Regions from separate parts of the Danio rerio genome. Here region 1 is linked to region 2. The links are chromatin contacts, called in public Hi-C maps. All regions are on one chromosome and are shown on one strand. Each heading gives the region's core, a stretch centred on a gene start, on an enhancer-like site or on the middle of the called end of the contact. The rest is flanking DNA. Distances are from core to core; before and after follow the strand shown.

Evidence for each region. A called contact is a pair of places that touch in the nucleus more often than the background predicts.
Region 1: a contact with region 2 is called in a Hi-C map of an unstated tissue, with 2.7 times the contacts expected there. The contact joins the promoter of nrp2b here to the enhancer-like site in region 2. A contact is called at or near these places in 2 of 18 Hi-C or Micro-C datasets (caudal fin and an unstated tissue) and 1 of 4 datasets of contacts at active chromatin or transcription factors (embryo).

What each region holds. Positions count from the first base shown.
Region 1 is chr9:14,684,382-14,688,714 of GRCz12tu, forward strand. nrp2b (neuropilin 2b) reads right to left here and starts at 1,536. Exons shown (of 17, transcript NM_212966.1): 1 at 885-1,536. The coding sequence starts at 954.
Region 2 is chr9:14,578,879-14,583,438 of GRCz12tu, forward strand. All of the region lies in intron 10 of nrp2b (neuropilin 2b), which reads right to left. Among named protein-coding and RNA genes, the nearest start is that of abcb6b, 67 kb to the left of the region's middle. Within about 2 kb of position 1,508, at least 3 of the 62 cell types and tissues checked have an H3K27ac peak or open chromatin away from gene starts, as enhancers often do.

The DNA of each region.
Region 1 (4,333 bases), core at 286-2,785, 110 kb after region 2:
CATTTATATAGCCCATTGGCCAAAATGTTTGTTACATTCTGTATCTGCGCTGATCCTCTTCATGATAGTCACTGGAGGTGCTTCATGTGCCCGCGGCTGCACAAATACAGTCGTCAAGACTAAGTAACCATGACACGAGAACACCATGACTGGAAAAACACCGTAAATGATGGGTTACGACTTTGTAGATTAGGAGGTATATATATATATATATATATATATATATATATATATATATATATATATATATATATATATATATATATATATATATATCATACGTTTGAGGGTTTAGGTGACAAGTTGCTTAATTTTGGACCCCAATCGTATTGCGGAGGGAATCTACTGCGTAATTTACTCAGGAGTTCATATGTGCGTTTTTGAAGAAAAAAATCTATTCTTAAAAACAAAACAAGAAATCATATTACATAGTTATTTAAAATGCAAAACTGGTGTTTGGAAAGCATAGTGGAGTACAGTATGAAGCGTAGCGTTTGTGGGTGCTCATGCCGAGCGCGCGTCACCTCCAGCGGGCAGGAGACTGCCAGCGCACGAGATGAGCTTTCACCAAAATCACACTAAAACAAACTGGAACTAGAATACGAGAGGCTCGTCCTTTCAGTTTGCTAGTTTACTTCTTCCTCATTTTCCAGCCAGGGTTAATAATAAATGTTAAATGTTGCACATTTTGGCGTTTTTTGTCTGACAGTTAGGTACGAAAATATACCTAGTCAAAATTCAATATAAATGCCTATAATTATGAATAATTTAATACACAGCTTATATGCCTACTACATTGTCACGTAAAAACATAAGCGTGAATTCGAACCTGCACTGACAAATACAACTAAAAAAAGAGAAAATATAAAAAAACAAGAACTTACCCTCCTGTCCATAAACTAATGCCGCACACAAGACAAGTAAAGATCCACAGAGCTTTGCGAATAAATCCATCTTTCCTGGGTGAATGTTCACCCAGCGCGCGTAGAGGAAAAAGCTGAAGTTCTTGTGATGTTCTTTGTAAATGTTCTTCTCCACTGATGTTGTATCCACTTGTGTCTTTGAGTCCGATTACAATATCTTCCGCTTGATTTCTCGGTGTGCTTCAAAATGCTGGATGCGTAAATTCAACCCAGGCTGTTTAACATCTCCGGTTGTATCCTAAACAAAAGCAACGCAAACAAAACAAAAAAGGCTAAACCGCTTTCTCTTTAAAAGCCAGAGTTCAGAGCGAAAACATATTTTGGCTTGATTTCCTCGAGCTACAGCGGCGCGCGAGTGAACGAGGAGTGAGGTGAGCCGCGCGTTCTCTCGCCTTCCAACCCAAGTGACATGGAGCGTTTTCCCGATCTTGTCGCCTCAGAATCCACCACCAAGCGCTCTATAACTCGCATATGAGAAACACTATCAGAGAAAGGCAGCTCGGATGTGGTCTTCCGTACAGTGGGTCCGTGACTGAAGTCTTGGGATAGAGATCCTCCGCGCGCTGTCTCTTTGGCACTGCGCGTCTCTGCGTTTGAGCGCTGAGTCTTGCGCGGCAGCAGCATGTGGATGTAATAGCATTAAGGACGGGCGCAGCTATCGCATTACAGTCAGCACCTCGGCCCGCCTCTCCAGTCTCTGATTAAAGACCAGCCACTAGTCCCGCAGTTACGCTATAAAAAGGCGAGCGAGGGAAACACAAGCGCCCACAGCCACACGGGCTCGTCAAACGCTCGTGGCTGTGCGAAACCACAAGGTGGTTTGGAGAGTTTCTTCAAGGTGGTAGACGATGTAGGCTACACGCTGACAAATAATGAGGTTTAAAAAGTCCTTTTAAAGTCTCATTTAAATATTTAGCGTCTCATTAATGAACAAAGCGACTTTTTTAGATCAAAGTTTTCAAATATTCACAGCACTGTGAAAAAAAATTAAGAAGTATTAATTAACAATTATTTAGATTTGGCAGCTTATTAATTGCCTAACTTTTCCAAAACCCTTTAAAATATTAAGAAACTTTTCAGAAAACAAACAAAAAAGGTTTTGTAGAATAAGTTTAGGTCAAAACTACTTTTTGAAAAAATAAAAGAAATATCAATAAACAATTAATTAGATTTGGGAACTTATCAATTGCCCAACTATACCAAAACTCTTTAAAAATCTTAAGAAACTTTTCAGAAAACAAAAACAAAGTATTGCAGGATAAACATGTCAAAACTGCTTGACGACATAATAAAATTAAATTATAACCTAATGATATAATTTTATGTTTCACCAACATATTGGTGATATTCTTTGATTGCATTGATTGAAATAAAAAGTATTAAGTTAAGGCACTAAAAAAAATCAAAACAAATAATCCCTGTGCATCTAAGTAAAATAAAATACTTTTATACACTTTTAACTACGTAACTTAAGTAATTATGTAATCATATGAATGAAAAAAAAAAGTTTTTATAAGGTTAATCTGTTTGAAAAGAACAAAAACACTGATCTTGACAGCAAATGAAATGTTTCAGAAAACAAAAAAACTATTGTAGAATAAACCGGAAAAAATGCTATATCACTGAACCACATAGGGGGAACAACAGACTGAAACTGTTGTAATTATGATAATTATGCATAAGCTGCCATTAAGTTTGACCATGTGATCCATGATTGATGTTAGAGAGCTAGCAGTTTTGATGCCCTCCAGTTGACTTTAAGAAGAAAAGTAAAAAAGCTGAGTTGAGCCATACATTAGGTAAGGCGTTGTGCATGGTAATGTGTGGCTGAGGTTGAATTAATGCAAATGTTTCTGACAGAAAGCCAAGGAAAGATCAACAAGGGTACGGGGGTCAAACTCTGTGTAAAAATACAAGAAACCGAACAATCCAATGGTAAACGTTCCATGACGACAGATGTTTGACAGAAACTAAAAACATCTGTTTTTCTTTCCTTCTGACTGATGCACTGTTGAAAATAAACACACACACACACACAGTTAACAAGAACAAAAAAGGAGAAGTTTGTGGTAGGATGTGTGGGTCACTGAGAAAAAGGAGAAGAGAAAACAGATCTTGGGGAGAGAAATGTCCCTTTGGCTCATCCAGGATCCTTTAATTTAGACCCCCTGTGCTGAGAAATATAAAAATGAGAAAGTAAGTTACAGCGGGAGGTTTGGTTTAGAAAGAAGGGCTAGAATAAACCACACTGTGCACATCAAAGCTAGCGAAGAACCCAAGCTCTCAGATATGTTCTTGTGCACAGATCTTCTCAGATCCACCCAACGCGGGACCAGCGAGGGCCCCAGTCCGCCACTAACTACAGTGGCTTTAATGACACAGCATTACCCTGCAGATCCCAAAATAAAACTTTACCCTTATCAGGCATCCTGCAGACGCTGTGCACAAGCACGACACTGTGACAGCAGGCAGCTGGGGAAGCACAGGGAAGTTTTTCTTAGCTTTGATGCCTTGTCAGTTTCAGGTCATGTTATATTGAAGTCAGATGATTAGTCATGTGCTACGCCATGCCTGAGCTGTTAATTCTGGGAATTGAGGAGAAAGAAAAGTGTAGAACGCACGATTGTTTTTTGCAACACTGGACTTCTTGTCATTATCACCAACCTCTCAATGAAAGGTTTTCATAAAAAAAAAGCCACCATGTATTCGCTGCGTATTGTTTTCTGAGGCGCACAGTGACTTGTTGGATGGAAATCCTGTTTTATTTTTATTTGCAAAATATTTTTGCAATACTCCAGTTTAATTCACACGTTTGGATGGAAACATGGCTATAGAAGCCCTCAGTGACAGGTCACCATCTCTTATCTCTCTGATAGACTCCATCTCTCAGCTCTTGAGAACACTGGACTATTTGACCTGGGGACTTGGGCCTGTCAACAGCAATGCTTGATAAAGGTTTGCTCTTTTACACAGTCTTGTGGTGTCACCTATCAGGGATGAGGTCAGAGTTTGGGTATAGTGAGGGCTGGTCTTGGATCAGGGCGAAATAACAGCTTCTCTTTGAAGTGTTGACAGGCCTGGCCTGTGCTGTCCACACACACCTCGACCCACAGCAGACCTGTGATCATCCATCTTACTGGCTAATGCCAGGCTGAGCATGAGGAGATCTCTGCACAACAGTGGAGCCTCTGTGCGGGCTGGTGGGGTTATCCCCACACTCAGCCTCACGGGGGAAGTGTTGAGTGTGTGTGTGTGAGCGGGAAAGAGCTCTGAGGTTTTTGACGGCCATACATGGAGGAAAGTCCCCGCTGCGGTCCCAGCAGTGGCTCTACTTCATCTTCTTACGCCATTTGAGCTTAAGTCCTACTTGAGCCAAACTGCAGCCAAAGCTGACACATCTGCTTGTTTAC
Region 2 (4,560 bases), core at 258-2,757:
GTTATGCACACCGGTACCACAATTCGGCGTCTGTTGGCTTTGCTTAGTAATGTATAGAAAACAATGCAAAGATGTATCATGGTGCGGTGTGCCACCTGTTTAAAGAGGCCATTCACACAAAACAGGGTTTCTATTCCAATGCACATGCTTGATGGATGTGCATGACCATTACAATCATGTCTTTTGAAGCCCCTCATCAATGCTACTTGCAATGCATTGGACCAACTAGAAAAATAAAGTTCGTAGACTAACTTTATGGTGACTTGAGTAAAAGCTTTTAAAAAGTTTGAAACAGGTGGCATACAGTAGATAGATAACTACATATATGTTAGCAGGTTTGTTTAGTATGGATTAGTATGCTTTTAGTATGGATTGGTATGTTGTTAGTATGTTTCTAGTATGGATTGGTACATTGCTAGGATGGATTGGTATGTTGTTAGTATGTCCAATGTAAAGGCAATGACAGTTGCTAGGGTGCCGTAAGGGGTTGCTAAAGTGTGGCTAGTAAGTTGAAAGGTCATCAGTGATTTTCATATTGGTAATCTGAGTTAAATTAACCCAACCTTTAGTCTGTATGACAGTGTAGCGTAAAAGTTATGAGGTCATAAAGTTTGGTCCAATGTTAGGTCAATGGAACTTTTCTGAATTTTTTGAGTCAGTTTTCTGAATACCATAAGTCGGATCAGTTGGAAAAGATGTAGCAACACGAGTCAGACCAGTTTGAAGGTCTGGAGAAAATTTGGTGTTTGTAGCTTGAACGGTTTAGAAGGAGCTGCATGTAGAAATTAGTCTCAGAAGAAGACGGAATAAACATATTACGAATTTTTCAAACCACTATAATTAGAAGATCTCAGAGACAGGGCAAGCAATGCAAACTTCTGTTTACAGTAGCAAGTTGGCATAATAAATGTTTTTAAACTTTAGCATGGCAGAGAAAGTGCTTTTTAAAACCATCCCTAAACATAACATCTCACATTTAAAGATGCAAAGATGTGTCCAGTGTAAATAGCCCCTAACAACTTAATGGAAATAAAACTATAGGCAGCTATAGTAGAAAAGCCTAATGTTTTGACCAAATTTTTCTTGTTAAAAATTCCAGTACTGTACTCTAGAAGGACAAAAGCACTGTTGTCATATATATATATTAAAGCAGGGAAGACGTGCTGTATGGAAAAAGAGGAGGGGAGGATTGCAGATCAACCTAAATATTTACACTGGGAGGATATGAAGAATGACATGTGGGCTTTGTGGGTAAATGCCTGTGTGCAAACATGGCTTGTGTAGTGGGAATACACTAAATAGAAACATGTGCTCGATATCTTCAAAGAGCCAATTCGGCTAGAAGAGAGGAGCTGTTGTCCTGCAGCTCACATTGGGTTCATCCCGATAGAGAGATAGCAGTGAACGATGGTGAGAGAGACTCGCACTTGGCGCGAGTGTGAGGTTGAGCCAGAGAGCAGAGAAAAGTGATTACGCTCTCCTTGTCAAAAGATGTGAAGAAGAGGAAACAATTTTCCATCCCGTCTCCAGCTGCCTACGCAATAGAGGATCGCTGTGTCCTAAAACAACACCCACTGTTCCCCCATCCACACATCTGAGAGTCATCAGTGAACATCACTCTCTCTGTCAAGTCTGTGACATTACTGTTCACCCAGCTATGGTGTGTTTATGTTAGTACCAAGAGTGGGTAACAGGTACCAGAACTGAGACTTAAATAATGTCATTATTTATATCACACTAGTTTCCCTTTATCTGGTGAACACAAGGAAAAGATTTTGGTTAATGATATTAAACAGACACTTGAAAGATAGATTGTATTTTTTCATACTATGAGAGACAGTGTGTACCATTAAGTTGTCTTAGATCTTCAACAAAAGGGACACATTTCCATTTTATGGAATAGGTTGAGAGTCAGTAAATGACCACAGAACTTTTATTTTGACTGAGCTATTCCTTTAAGTCATAGGTCTCAAACTGGATTCCTGGAGGGCTGCAGCTCTGTAAAGTTTAGCTCCAACACTAATCAAATACAGCTGATCCAAATAATCAAGGTGTTCAGGACTGCTAGAGACTATTAAACAGGTGTGAGTTGGAGAGGTTTGGAGCTCAACTATGCAGAGCTGTGGCCCTCTAGGAATTAAGTTTGAGACCATTGCTTTAAGTGCATGAGTTTAACTTAACAATCATCTGGGCCCAAGCCAAATTGATATTCAAGTAGTAGCCATAAAAGTACAGCTCGTGTATACCTGAATAGGGAAAGCTTGTCAAAATTACAAACCTTTGTTTGAGTCTCCGATACAATCAACAACATTATAATAATTAAACATTTCTTAAGTCAAATTAATGCTGTAACAGCTATTTTTGAAGTTTTTGAGGCTCGACAATGATTACCACCTATTTGTTTTTTTTATTATTTTTTTTTATTAATGAATTGTCCTTCTAGAAAATGGAATACTATAGTAAAATGGTAGTGTTGCTTTAGATCAGACCTGGGCATTTTACGGCCCCCGCACCACATGCGGCCCGCTGGACTTCTTTGATCGGCCTAAGTAAAGTATTTATTTAATTTAAATTCAATCGCAAACAGGGCCTTGCAGTAGGTAGGTCCGATATTGCATTACTTTCACATGAGACATCTTTTGAGTGCTCAGTTTCGTTATTTCAAATGGAGACGTGCGGGATCGGCGTGCAAATAGGAAGGCATGCACATGCCGTGTCATGCTCACGTTTTCCAGATGGAGTGAGTTGAAAAAATTTAAACATTTCAGAGTGCCATGAGGAAACCACAAATCATGTGATAGGAACCAACCAGGCAGCTTCACACTTTGCATGGAATCACACAGTAATAAATGTAGACTAATTACCTCAGATTAATGCCTTAAATGCAGATACAGATCCACTCTCGGTGATGATCATTACATCACATATCCACCTCACATTCAACCTGACTTTAGTGCACTTGTTTAGGCTAGAATTCTCTTACTGAACATAAAAAAGAATAAATGAATGAATAAATAATCAATTTATAAAAAAATAAATAAGGTGAAGCAATTAGACAAACAACCCAGTGGCATTTATATGAAGGTGATATTGTGATGCTGATCTTACAAATACTTTAGTTTGTATGAATGTTTATTGAATAGTTTCACTGAATTTTTTCTTTGAAAACAAATGAACTGTATTGGCCCTCTAAAACTCCCAGAGTATAATGTGGCCCACCCGCAAATAACTGCCCACCCCTGCTTTGAATGATACTGCATTTGTATTGGTATGTATCCCATGATGGCTTTCCAACAATATATTTAAATTAGTTTATTAATGGTGATATTTAAATTAAATAAATAAAGCTCTGGTGAATGTAAACTTCTTTCAAAAATCCTTTATTTATAAAAATCTTACATATATCTTATAGCATATTCTTAATTTTTTACCTATTAAACTTCCTCTTTTTAGGTCATTTTAAAAATGTTTTCACACTCATTCTAAACAAGAGATGCCCAAACTAGGGCCCCCGGATCAAAGTTGGCTCATGGTAACCTTTGATTTGGCCCGCCATCCTATCTGAGAAGAGAAGGAGAATGAAGGGAATCCATTCGAGATCGACAATTTAAATTCAAAAGTTTTATTGTTAAATACTAACTGAAACTAAATGTTTCAGATTTTGTTTAAATGTACATACTGTCACCTGACAAAGCAGAGACTTTGGTGAGCAAATCAAGTCAAAGGCAGATTCAGCTAGACTAGTGTATTCAGCATTGAATGTGTTATAAATGTGATTGTTTACGTTTTTATTGCAATAAGTTATCATTTAAGACGTTACACTGCACTAGTTAATACCATTTAAGGTAATGTTTTTTATTTATTGTTTAAAATAATATTAAATAAATTGAGAAATTACCCATAGCAACTTTAATTAAATATAGTTTGGTATATTTACATTTGGCCCACGTCTCTAACATTTGGTTTTTGGTCCTTCATACGAAAAAGGTCTTGTAACCTTGTTCACATAATCGCTTACTGATTCTTATAATTCTTAGTTAAGCAAGTTGATTTTTTAGCTTACAGTACCAATCATATGTAAATCACCGCACTCTACCAGATAAATTTGGTGCTGTGATCAAATTTATTCAGTACCAAAAAGGTCTGCACTCAATAATTTATTAAATAAATCACAGAAGAAAAGAAAAAAAAAATGAGTGTTTCGGTTGTGTGCCTTCATCAGTGTCACGTTACAGTACTTCCAGCTTCCACAAACCGTCCCGTCCATGTGCCTAAACTGTCCCAGAATCTTCACTCGGACCAAGTCTCAAGGGCTGCACGCTCTGTTAAAGGTGTTTCCATTCGCTCCTTCATTTCTGAGCACCCAGCAGAGGTCACTGTCCTCACTCTTTCCACCTCTCGCTCCTCACCCAGGAACCTCTGGCTTGATGAGAGTCCAGCAATGAATAATAGACAAGGGTGTCTGATTGAAATATCTAAAGTCCCTCTGTGTCTTTCACGCTCCTGCTCACACAAGGCCTGTCTGCCACGCCTCTGTTTATTTATTCATCAATTCATTAT